Regions from separate parts of the Mus musculus genome. Here region 2 is linked to region 1. Evidence: chromatin contacts called from public Hi-C data. All regions are on one chromosome and are shown on one strand. The core of a region is the stretch at or near the end of the contact, and the rest is flanking DNA. Distances in the headings are between cores, read along the strand shown. Region 1 holds the start of 1700020N01Rik (RIKEN cDNA 1700020N01 gene). Region 2 holds the start of Platr6 (a long non-coding RNA gene).

Region 1 (4,515 bases), core at 719-3,218:
GGAGGTAAACTGCACAACTGACTGCTGGGACAAGTCAGTTTCTAGAGAAACCAGAAGAGAGTAAGTGGTGACAGATGACACATAACCCTGGGGACCAGAGTCCTCCTGAAAGCACTGTGTATGCACATAACTCAAGCAGGACATCTCTCCTCAGCAGACAACTAAGGTAGAGTTCAACTTCTGATCACTGGCTTCAACAGGAAGTTATTACTACTAGTAACTATTTGTGATTCATGAGATGTCAAACAAAGCATGCATTTTCCAAACTCTAACTCTCTCTCTCTCTTCCACCGTGAAATCTCTGGTATTAAATGGGCTTGAAAGAGTCGACTCAAAAGGTTACTAGAAGTCCTATACTTATGAGGTATTTAGTCAATGTGCATTTTCACATGGTAAGCTCATTGAAAGCATCTTCTCTAGAGTTTCCGACATTTGTCAAGTATTTAAGGCATTACTGCTATGTGAAATCTGATATAAGTGAAGTGACCACTGAAGTATTTTCCAGTCACGCAACTGAAAGTTCGCCATATGGCCTTTCTTGTGTTGAGTGAGGTAGGATATATTGATGGAGGTTTTCATCTACTGCACATAAGGCTTTTCTCTGCTGTGAGTTTCCTTGTGTTATAAAAATGAGATGATTCCCCAAATTTATCACTTACACACATTTCTATGGTGTGGCCATTTCTCATATTTAACAATGGATGTTTTAGAGATTAAACTTTTACTAGAACTTTTCCATACCTGAGACCTTACCCCCACTGTGAAGTTAGAGGAGCCTAGCAGGTATGTATTTGAATTAGAAAGTTCTCCTACATCCATCATACTTAGAAGATTGTGATCCTTTGTGAAATCTCAGGTATAAAAGCTTGGAAGTATGCTAAATAATACACACACACACACACACACTCACTCACTAACACACACACAGAGGCTCTTTTTTGCTGTGAAACTGCTCATGCTGAACAAATTCATTTTTTGTGACTGAAAATTATTCCACATCTGTCCAGTGTATGGGCAAGTACGGGGCTCACTGAGCCCTTCTGTAACTTCTCTGATACTTGGGACTACAGCTCTCCACAAATGAAGACCAGCCTTTTCCCCTTTCAAAGATTATCTTATGACTCTACTGCAAATTTAACAAGAGTCTCCTAAATATTAGACATTCCACATGGCTACTATGCAGTGGGTTCTCCAGGCTGGATAACTGGTTAAATTTTTTATTTGATGCCTAACACTCTTACAGAGCTAAGCTTCAGGGTGTGAAGCATTTGTTGAAGATGCTCTGCTCACATCCTTCATCCTCCACATCAACCTCGGGAGCGAGCTTAGATTACCTACGCCATCATGCTTTGGTTAACAGGGAGTCCCTATTGGCATCTGTACTGGCTGGGTTTGTGTCAACTTGACACAGCTGGAGTTATCACAGAGAAAGTATTGAAGGGTAAGCTGAATAAACCCTTTCCTCCCCAACTGCTTCTTGGTCATGATGTTTGTGCAGGAATAGAAACCCTGACTAAGACAGCATCTATCGCTGGGGTACCTGGGAAGGATTTGGAAATCGGAAGTCCCAGGGACAGCACAAGCAAGAAATTCTCCAGCATCACGTTGTGGTACAGGAGCTTCTGAGTGTCATCGAGGAGACCCCACTCCTCTGCAGTGAAACGCAGGCACACGTCCTCCAGGCTCACACAGCTCTCGCCTTGGTTCCCACGGGCCTCCGCCATAGGATCAGCGCATACACTGGGGCCTAGCTGCTCAATGGGTTCTCAACCTCAGCCGCTCTGTGGAAGAGACGAGAGAAGAGGGCACACTGGGTATCCACGACACTACATCTCAGGACGACACACTGATCACCACCGAGGGACGCGGAGGACTCACCTGGGAGGTCACCTCCGTGGGGTCACACGGCCACACGCTGCAGAAGCCACCCCACCGACAGACCTCGGGCCCTACTTCCAGAACGCAGCCAAAGCCCTTGCTTTAACGAACTTTCTGTGGTGATGTCACCGAAAATTCCGCCCTGGAAGTCCCGCCCCTCCCCTGCCGCAGTGTGTTGTAAACCCCGGAGTATCAGCCATGTTTGCATGAGGCTTTAGGGAAAGCCGACTGCAGACATTACAAAGCCCAGAGAAGTCTCAGCTTCAAGTCCAGTCATGTCCATACTAGTTGTTGGTTATCTGAGAGGGTTGATACGTATAATCATACTAATTTTGGAAGCAATATTTCATACACTGCGATATCAGAAACTATCCACTTTTTAGAAAACGCCGATTGCCTTGGCTAGACCCTTGGCTAGGATATTGTTCATTAATATGAAGTGCTTTCTATTTTTATTTCGTACTCTCATTGATTCTATAAGTGAATGGGACTAAGTGTGATATTTCCATACGTACCCGGGCATTTTAAAACTCTTGCATTATTCTACTTACTATAGGTATCTGTTATGCTTATGAAAATTACATTTGGGGAGATTTATTACTTCTAAGCAAGGTCTTACTCGGTAACACAAACCAACCGCCAGCTCATTGCAATCCTCCTGGCTCTGCCTCCTAAGTACAGATTAATGGTGTGAGCCAATCACACCAGCCTGGGAAGGATTTTTAAAGTGATAATTAGTTACCTGATACTGCTAATTGGTCGACACCAATTTGGTCGGTCTAATTTTTCTCATTTTAGGCGTTATTTTAGTTGAATGTCTCGAATAATGGGTCTCATTGGCGTTTTCATACATGTATATGTTGTGATATATTTTAAACATATCCCTGAATTACTATCTTTTGTCCCTGTCATAGTGTCCTCTTGCTGTGAAGAGACACCATGACTACAGAAACTCTTACAAGAGAAAGTGTTTAATTAGAGCTTGCTTACAGTTTCAGAGTTTAGACCATCGTTTTCATGGCAAACCTGGTGCTGGAGAAGTAGCTGAGAGCTCTGCATCCTGGTTGGTGGGCAACAGGAAGAGCGAGACTATTAGACTGGCTTAGACTTTTTAAACCCCAAAGCCCAGGCCTAGTGACACACTTCCTCCAACAAGGCCCCACCTACTTCAACAAGGCCCGCCTCCTAATCCCTGCCAAGTACCACCATCCCCTGAAGACCAAGCGTTCAAATATACAAGCCTGTGGGGACTATTCATAACCAAATACCACAGTTCCCTACAACTGCGGTCTCTTCTCAAATTGTCTCACTTCCACTTCCATGTATTATTATTATTATTATTATTATTATTATTATTATTATTATTATTATTATACCTAGATTCTGCATGTGAGAGTAAATGTAGCTTTGTCTTTCTGTTTTGGCTTATATGTCTTTAGATGATGATTTCCAGTTTCAACCGTTTTCCTACAAATGGAATAATTTTGATCTTTTTAATGGCTGAGTAAAACTCTGTTGTATTCAAACTCTACCATCAGTGTATTGAGGACCAAGGCGTCAGTGAAGTCATGTGATTCGGTACGGACAAGCACTGCCAGAAACACCTCATTTTTATTACTGGTTTTGTTTGTTTGTTTGTTTTGTTGGTTTGTTTGTTTGGCCACACTCACACATGACCCCATATGAACCCACAGTTGAAGCTGGGCTCTGCTGTTTCACTAGTTTCTTTGTGTATTTTGTCAGTGCCACATTATCTGTTCCCTTTTTGTTCCTATAGCTCTGCACTATAATGTGAAATTGTGTTACTTGGGCCATTCACTATCCTTTGTGTTTCTATTTGAATTTTAGCATATTTTTCTTTTTCTGTAAAAAATGACATTGGATTTTAATGGGCATTACATGAATCCATAGATTGCTCCTTGTAGGGTCTTCTTCAATTTCTTTCTTCACCATTTTGAAACTGTGGTTGCAAAGGCCTTTCACAGCCTTATGTATTCCTAGGTATTTTATTGAGTGAGTGAGTGAGTGAGTGAGTGAGTGAGTGAGTGAGTGTGTGTGTATGTGTGTGTGTGTGTGTGTGTGTGTGTGTGTGTGTGTGAGAGAGAGAGAGAGAGAGAGAGAGAGAGAGAGAAAGAGAGAGAGAGAGGAGTGTAATCTCTTTACTGATTTTCTCCATAACATGTTATGTTGGAAACAGGAAAGCTGCTGATTTTTGTATGTTTCATGTCCTGCTGTTTCCTGGAAGTATTTATTAGAACTAAGAGTCTTTGGATAGTGTGTTTAGGGTCTTTTAAGCCTAAGATTCATCACGTACAAATAGGGATAGCATTAGCTTTTTTTTTCTCCTTTCTAAATCATGTTTGCTTGTTTCTCCTGCCTTATTGCTCTGGCTATGTTTTCAAGCACTGTTGTGGGGCAAACACTCTGTTCTATTCCTAACTTTTGAGGAAACGTTTCTGGGTTTATTCCCCCAGGGGTTTTATTATGAACGGATTATTTAATGTTGTAAAATGCTCTCTCTGCCTCTATTCAGATGAAAATATGATTTTCCCCTTGATCATATATGTGTATATACTCTCCTTATTACATCCACTTAGTTGTGTGTCTGGAAATCCTTGTATCCCTGGAATGAAACAA
Region 2 (4,762 bases), core at 1,841-4,340, 270 kb before region 1:
CTCCATTGATATTAGATTTTTTTAAAATTACTTTTAGATTTATGTGGTGGTTTGAATGAGGACCCACACATACACACCCTCTCCCCACAAAGCTTGTATATTTGAATGCTTTGCTCACAATCCGTGGAGTTGTTTGGGAAGGATTAGGAGGTGTGGCTATGTTGGAGGAGGCATGTCTCAGGGGATAGGCTTTGTGGTTTCAATAGCCCATGCCATATGCACTTAGTGCATTCTCTCTCTATCTCTCCACCCATGACTGTGGATCAGCTATCAGTCCTCAGCTACTGTTTCAATGCCTTGTCTGTCTGCTTGATGTTCCCCGCCATGGTGGTCATGGACTCACCCTCTGAACTCTAAGCAAGCTCCCAGTTAAATGCTTTCTTCTATAGGTTGCCTTTGATCATGGTGTCTCTTCAGAGCCATCGAAAAAGTGATTAAAACACTCTGTGCATTTTATTATTTTGTGTATATGAGGTTCTTGCCGGCATATATGTCTGTGCACCATGTGTATGCCTGGTGTTTGTATGGTCAGAAGACAGCATCAGATTCCCTAAGATTGAAGATCCTGAACTATCATGTGGATGCTGAGAATCAGACTTTGGAGATCAGCTAATATTCTTAATTTCTGAGCCAACTTTCCACCCCTGATACTGGTTTTTAAATGTATAAGAAGGACATTTGACAGACATACTGCTGACAGTTGACAAAACTCTACCATCAAGGGCAGATACTTTGTTGGCCTCCGTAGAAAGTCTTAAGAGTCAACATAGACACAGATTCTACTGCCATTTTCATCCCTTCCAACCAAGCTAGAAAATTCTCTTCTTTTAGATTGCTCCAAAGGATTATAGAATCATCCTGGACACACGAAAAAGCGTTGATATGTTCAACTGAGCAGTCTAAGACCGAAACGGTGGTGGTGGCCTACACAGGGGACAGTTTAACAGCTGTCAAAAAACAGATAGGGAAATAAGAAACCAGCCCTCATCTTGTTTACTCTTGAACACCTATTGTCTGTATCAGATTCCACCCAACTTGGAGTTTTGGCAATAGTGATCATTCATCTATCTATCCAATCCCCTTTCCAAGGCATGTTTATGAGTGGCCATTGGATTGGTTACTTTCCAGGTTGTTAGCATCAACCACCTGACAAAAGAAACTCAAATAAGGCAGTGTTTAATTTAGCTTATAACGCAGGGATAGTGTTCTTCAGAGGAGAGAAGCCTTGACACCAAGAGCCTAAGGTGGCTGCTCACGTCTGTAGTCAGGAAGCAGAGAGGGATGGCTGCTGGGCCTTCAGCTTGCTTTCTCGTCCCACCTCGGTTACCCTAGAAAATCTAGGTTAACCAGAAAAATCCCTCACTGACATGCCGGGATCTTTGTCTCCAAGGTGATTCTAGATTCTGTCAAGTTGACAATCACTGCATTAATTATGTTCCAGGTTGTTACCATCACAACCACTCACACTTTGACAAGCTGTTCGAGGGTAGGTATTTTAGCAGTTAGATCAAAGACAAAAGTCTGTCTTCACATTTATATATTAGTGGAAAGACACAGAACTTTCCTATAAGTAGATATGAAATACAGTTGATGGCAGAGGGTAAGGGAGTGGGGTGGGAGTAGGGGCGGAGCGGGGCAGATGGAGGGAACCCTCACTTCAAGGGGATGGTCAGAGAAGGCTTCTCTGCAGAGGTGGCTGTGAAGGAAGAGGGCAATGGAAGCATCACTTAACTAGCTGGGGGTCAGAACGGCAGAGCAAAGGCGCTGAGCTGATTTATAGGAGGTAAAAGCCGGAATTAGGACAGCCAGTGATACAAGATGGACCTAAGTATACTCTTCACTTAAGATTATGTACCGAACTCACTTTTGCCAGCCCTGAGAAGGCTGGGTCTGGACGATTGTGATGTCTGGGCCAGCCTGGGCTACATAGCAAAGGTTTGGTGTGAGGAGGGATAGGAAGAGGAATAAACAAAAGTAGAAACAGGGAGTCTTCACCTGGGGCCATATTCCTGGTACCATTAGGAAACTGTCTGAATCCTTTTTATTCGAAGAGTTAAAACTATCATTTTAGTCTGTACTTCAAGGAAAGCAAAGCACACCAAAGAGAAAAACTGTCACCCTGACTCTAATCCAAGTTTATAGTACCCCGCCATCTCCCCTGTCCCCCTTTGCAAACTAATCCTTATCTTTTAGTTAAATTAGCAGTCACCGTGACTAGTATGTTTAAAACTTGGGTAAGTCTCATAGTGGGCTCCGCAGGAATTCTGTTTTCACCAGCACCCTTTTTTCCTAGAAGCCCTCTCTGTGTGTTTCTGTGTGTCCTGGACAGATTCAAACCGTAGGCCAGCATAAACCTTCCCATCCCAGACCCTCTTTATCTCTATTTCCTCATCAGTCAGAGGAGGGCAGCTTCTTCTTTTAAAGCCCTTGGTAGGGCTAATGGAGTTGGTCTATGTGAAAACCATTAAAAGCTGTCATCATTGTCATGGTTTGCTTTGTTTACTTTGAGATTTCATCTACTAGCCAAGGATGACCTTGACCTTTTGGCCCTTTTCCTGCTTCCCGAGTGCAAGCATTAACTCTCCTGCTTTTATGGGGTGTTAGGGACTGAATGCAGGGTCTTACGCATGCCAAGGACGCTTTCTACCGGACAAGCTGCAAGCCGAGTGAGCTCTTATCATGGTTTATGAGCCACTCAAGCCTTGAGTCGAAGGTTCAATACAGCTTGTCTTGGCATTTTTTTTTTTTCCTGAAAAACCCAGGTAGGGAGGATACTGATGGACCCAAGTCCATCTTGGCAAACCGATGAAACTACTGGGTTTACTTGCAGAAACATAGGGTAGCTAAAGGCAGCAGTTACATCACTGCAGAGTCCCACCCCCAGCACAGACTTATGGAAAGCTATTCCACTGATGATTCCCTTAGCAAACCCATAGGCAACCACACCACCAAAGAGTCCCAGGCAGGCAATTATTTACCTCATGTAAAGCAGGCAGTGGAGCGGGGGTGGGGGGTGGGAGGTGGGGGCAGGAATAGAAGGGCCTTGGATCCCTATCTACCTCTCCTCTCCCTCTGTGATTGACAGGGGAATTCACTGGGCCTGGTCTCCGGAGAGCTTCCTGCCAATGAAAACTGCTCCAATCAAGATGGAAACAGTAATGTTAAACTCAAAAGAAACGTCCACACCATTGAGCTGCACACCAGATTGGAGGCATTATTTCAAACAGATTGCAGGTAGGCACTCTGCACAGGGTAAGAAAAGTTGATACTTCATAGCTGTGCAGCGTGTTGTCCCAGAGCAAGCACTAAAGTTATAGTGCACAGGCTGTGGGCAGTGTGCCGGGTTTATGCAAGGCTATGTCCAGAACCAACAGGCCTCACACTGTGCCAAAGGCCCGGGACAAGCTCAGTGGTGTCAGAGCTTCTGGTCCCTGGGGACTGCAGCGGAGCCTGGAAGGGGCTGAGCATCCTGCCGCTGTCCCAAGCTGGTGGTGCCTGCCCTGCCCTTTCCTGGCTGGGTGCAGACGTGCTGGCCTCTGTGCGCTCAGGGCAGGCGCCAGGGCGGAGCACGAGAGGACTTCTTGGATGCCTCCTCCCTCAGAAACAAATTCCAGTGCCTGACTGCAGATTGCATGAATCCTCACAAAGTACTGTACCTATTCAGCCTTAGGAAAAAGTTCTTGTTTGATATCAGAAGCTAAGGGGGGTCAGGCCTGATACTTAGATGGGGAAATGGTTGAGAACTCTGGGAGCAAAAGATGCATACAAGGCCTGCAATGCTTTCCTTTCTGGCTAGTAGCCAGATGCTCAGGTGTGTGCTATCAGGAGGGTTGTCTGTGGTAATAGCCCTGAAAAGGAGACACTGGGATACTTCTTTCCCCACCCCACCCCCAAACTGTGTGAATTTATTGACTGCACTGAAAGGCAAATGATGTATGGCAAAATCATTTTTTAAAGTTAGAATTTGATAGGAAACCCGTTATCGACAGGCTGTTTAAAAGGTGCCTTCTAGTATTCAAGCAGAGGATAGGTTCCTCAAAAGATGATTACAATCTTTAGTATATTTGAGCAAAGACTTGTTGACTAGCCAAAGCACCATGCTCATCCTGAAGTGGGCATAGATGCTTGTGAAGGGGTCTGGCTTGTCCTCAGAGTATCCCTGAAGTGATTCCAGGTCAGGCTGGTAGAAGGCAGCAAACAAATGCTCTCAAAGAATAAATGTTAGCCAGCTATCATGGCTCACATAAGTCATCCCAAGGCCAGCCTGGGCTCCATAGTGAAACCCATTTCAAACAACAACAAAATCAAACTATAAATATACTGAAGGGAAGAGCAGAGACAGTGAGGGCAGAGAGGAATCCAGGCTGAGCATGGGAAGGAGGCTAGGCTGGGCTGGGCTGGGCTGGGCTGGGCTGGGCTGAGCCTCCATGGATAAGTGAAAGTTGGCGAGCCGAATTGATGGGCGGGTTGGGGAGTTCTGGGACCGGGCAAACAGGAGTACCTGTTGATTGACATGTGGAAGAGCATTGTGTCTCTGAGCAAAGAGGAAAGGAACAGGTGAGAGGGCCTGTGGGTGTATACCAAGGGTTGCCTGGTGTGTACAAGGCTCTGGGTCTGAGCCCCAGTGTATACACATGCCTCACATGAGCCCTGCAGAGGTGGGAGGAGGGAGATTGGCTGTTCGAGGCCAGCAAGGGCTACATGGCAAGTCTGTGGCCGGTATGAACTGCATGAGATCCTGTTGGAGAAGAGAAAAAAGAAA

What was found. Hi-C and Micro-C count contacts between places; a contact is called where the count stands out from the background.
Region 2: a Hi-C map of bone marrow-derived macrophages shows a contact between it and region 1, with 20 read pairs. The contact joins the promoter of Platr6 here to the promoter of 1700020N01Rik in region 1. A contact is called at or near these places in 15 of 39 promoter capture datasets (the 3T3-L1 cell line, the C10 cell line, the HPC-7 cell line and 9 more), 5 of 484 Hi-C or Micro-C datasets (bone marrow-derived macrophages, brown adipocytes, cerebellar granule neurons and 2 more), 1 of 115 datasets of contacts at active chromatin or transcription factors (fibro-adipogenic progenitors) and 3 of 9 other capture datasets (adipose tissue, embryonic stem cells and liver).

What each region holds. Positions count from the first base shown.
Region 1 is chr10:21,590,598-21,595,112 of GRCm38.p6, reverse strand. 1700020N01Rik (RIKEN cDNA 1700020N01 gene) reads right to left here and starts at 1,968. Exons shown (of 3, transcript NR_027968.1): 1 at 1,879-1,968; 2 at 1,541-1,781.
Region 2 is chr10:21,856,566-21,861,327 of GRCm38.p6, reverse strand. Platr6 (a long non-coding RNA gene) reads left to right here and starts at 3,090. Exons shown (of 5, transcript XR_001779731.1): 1 at 3,090-3,234.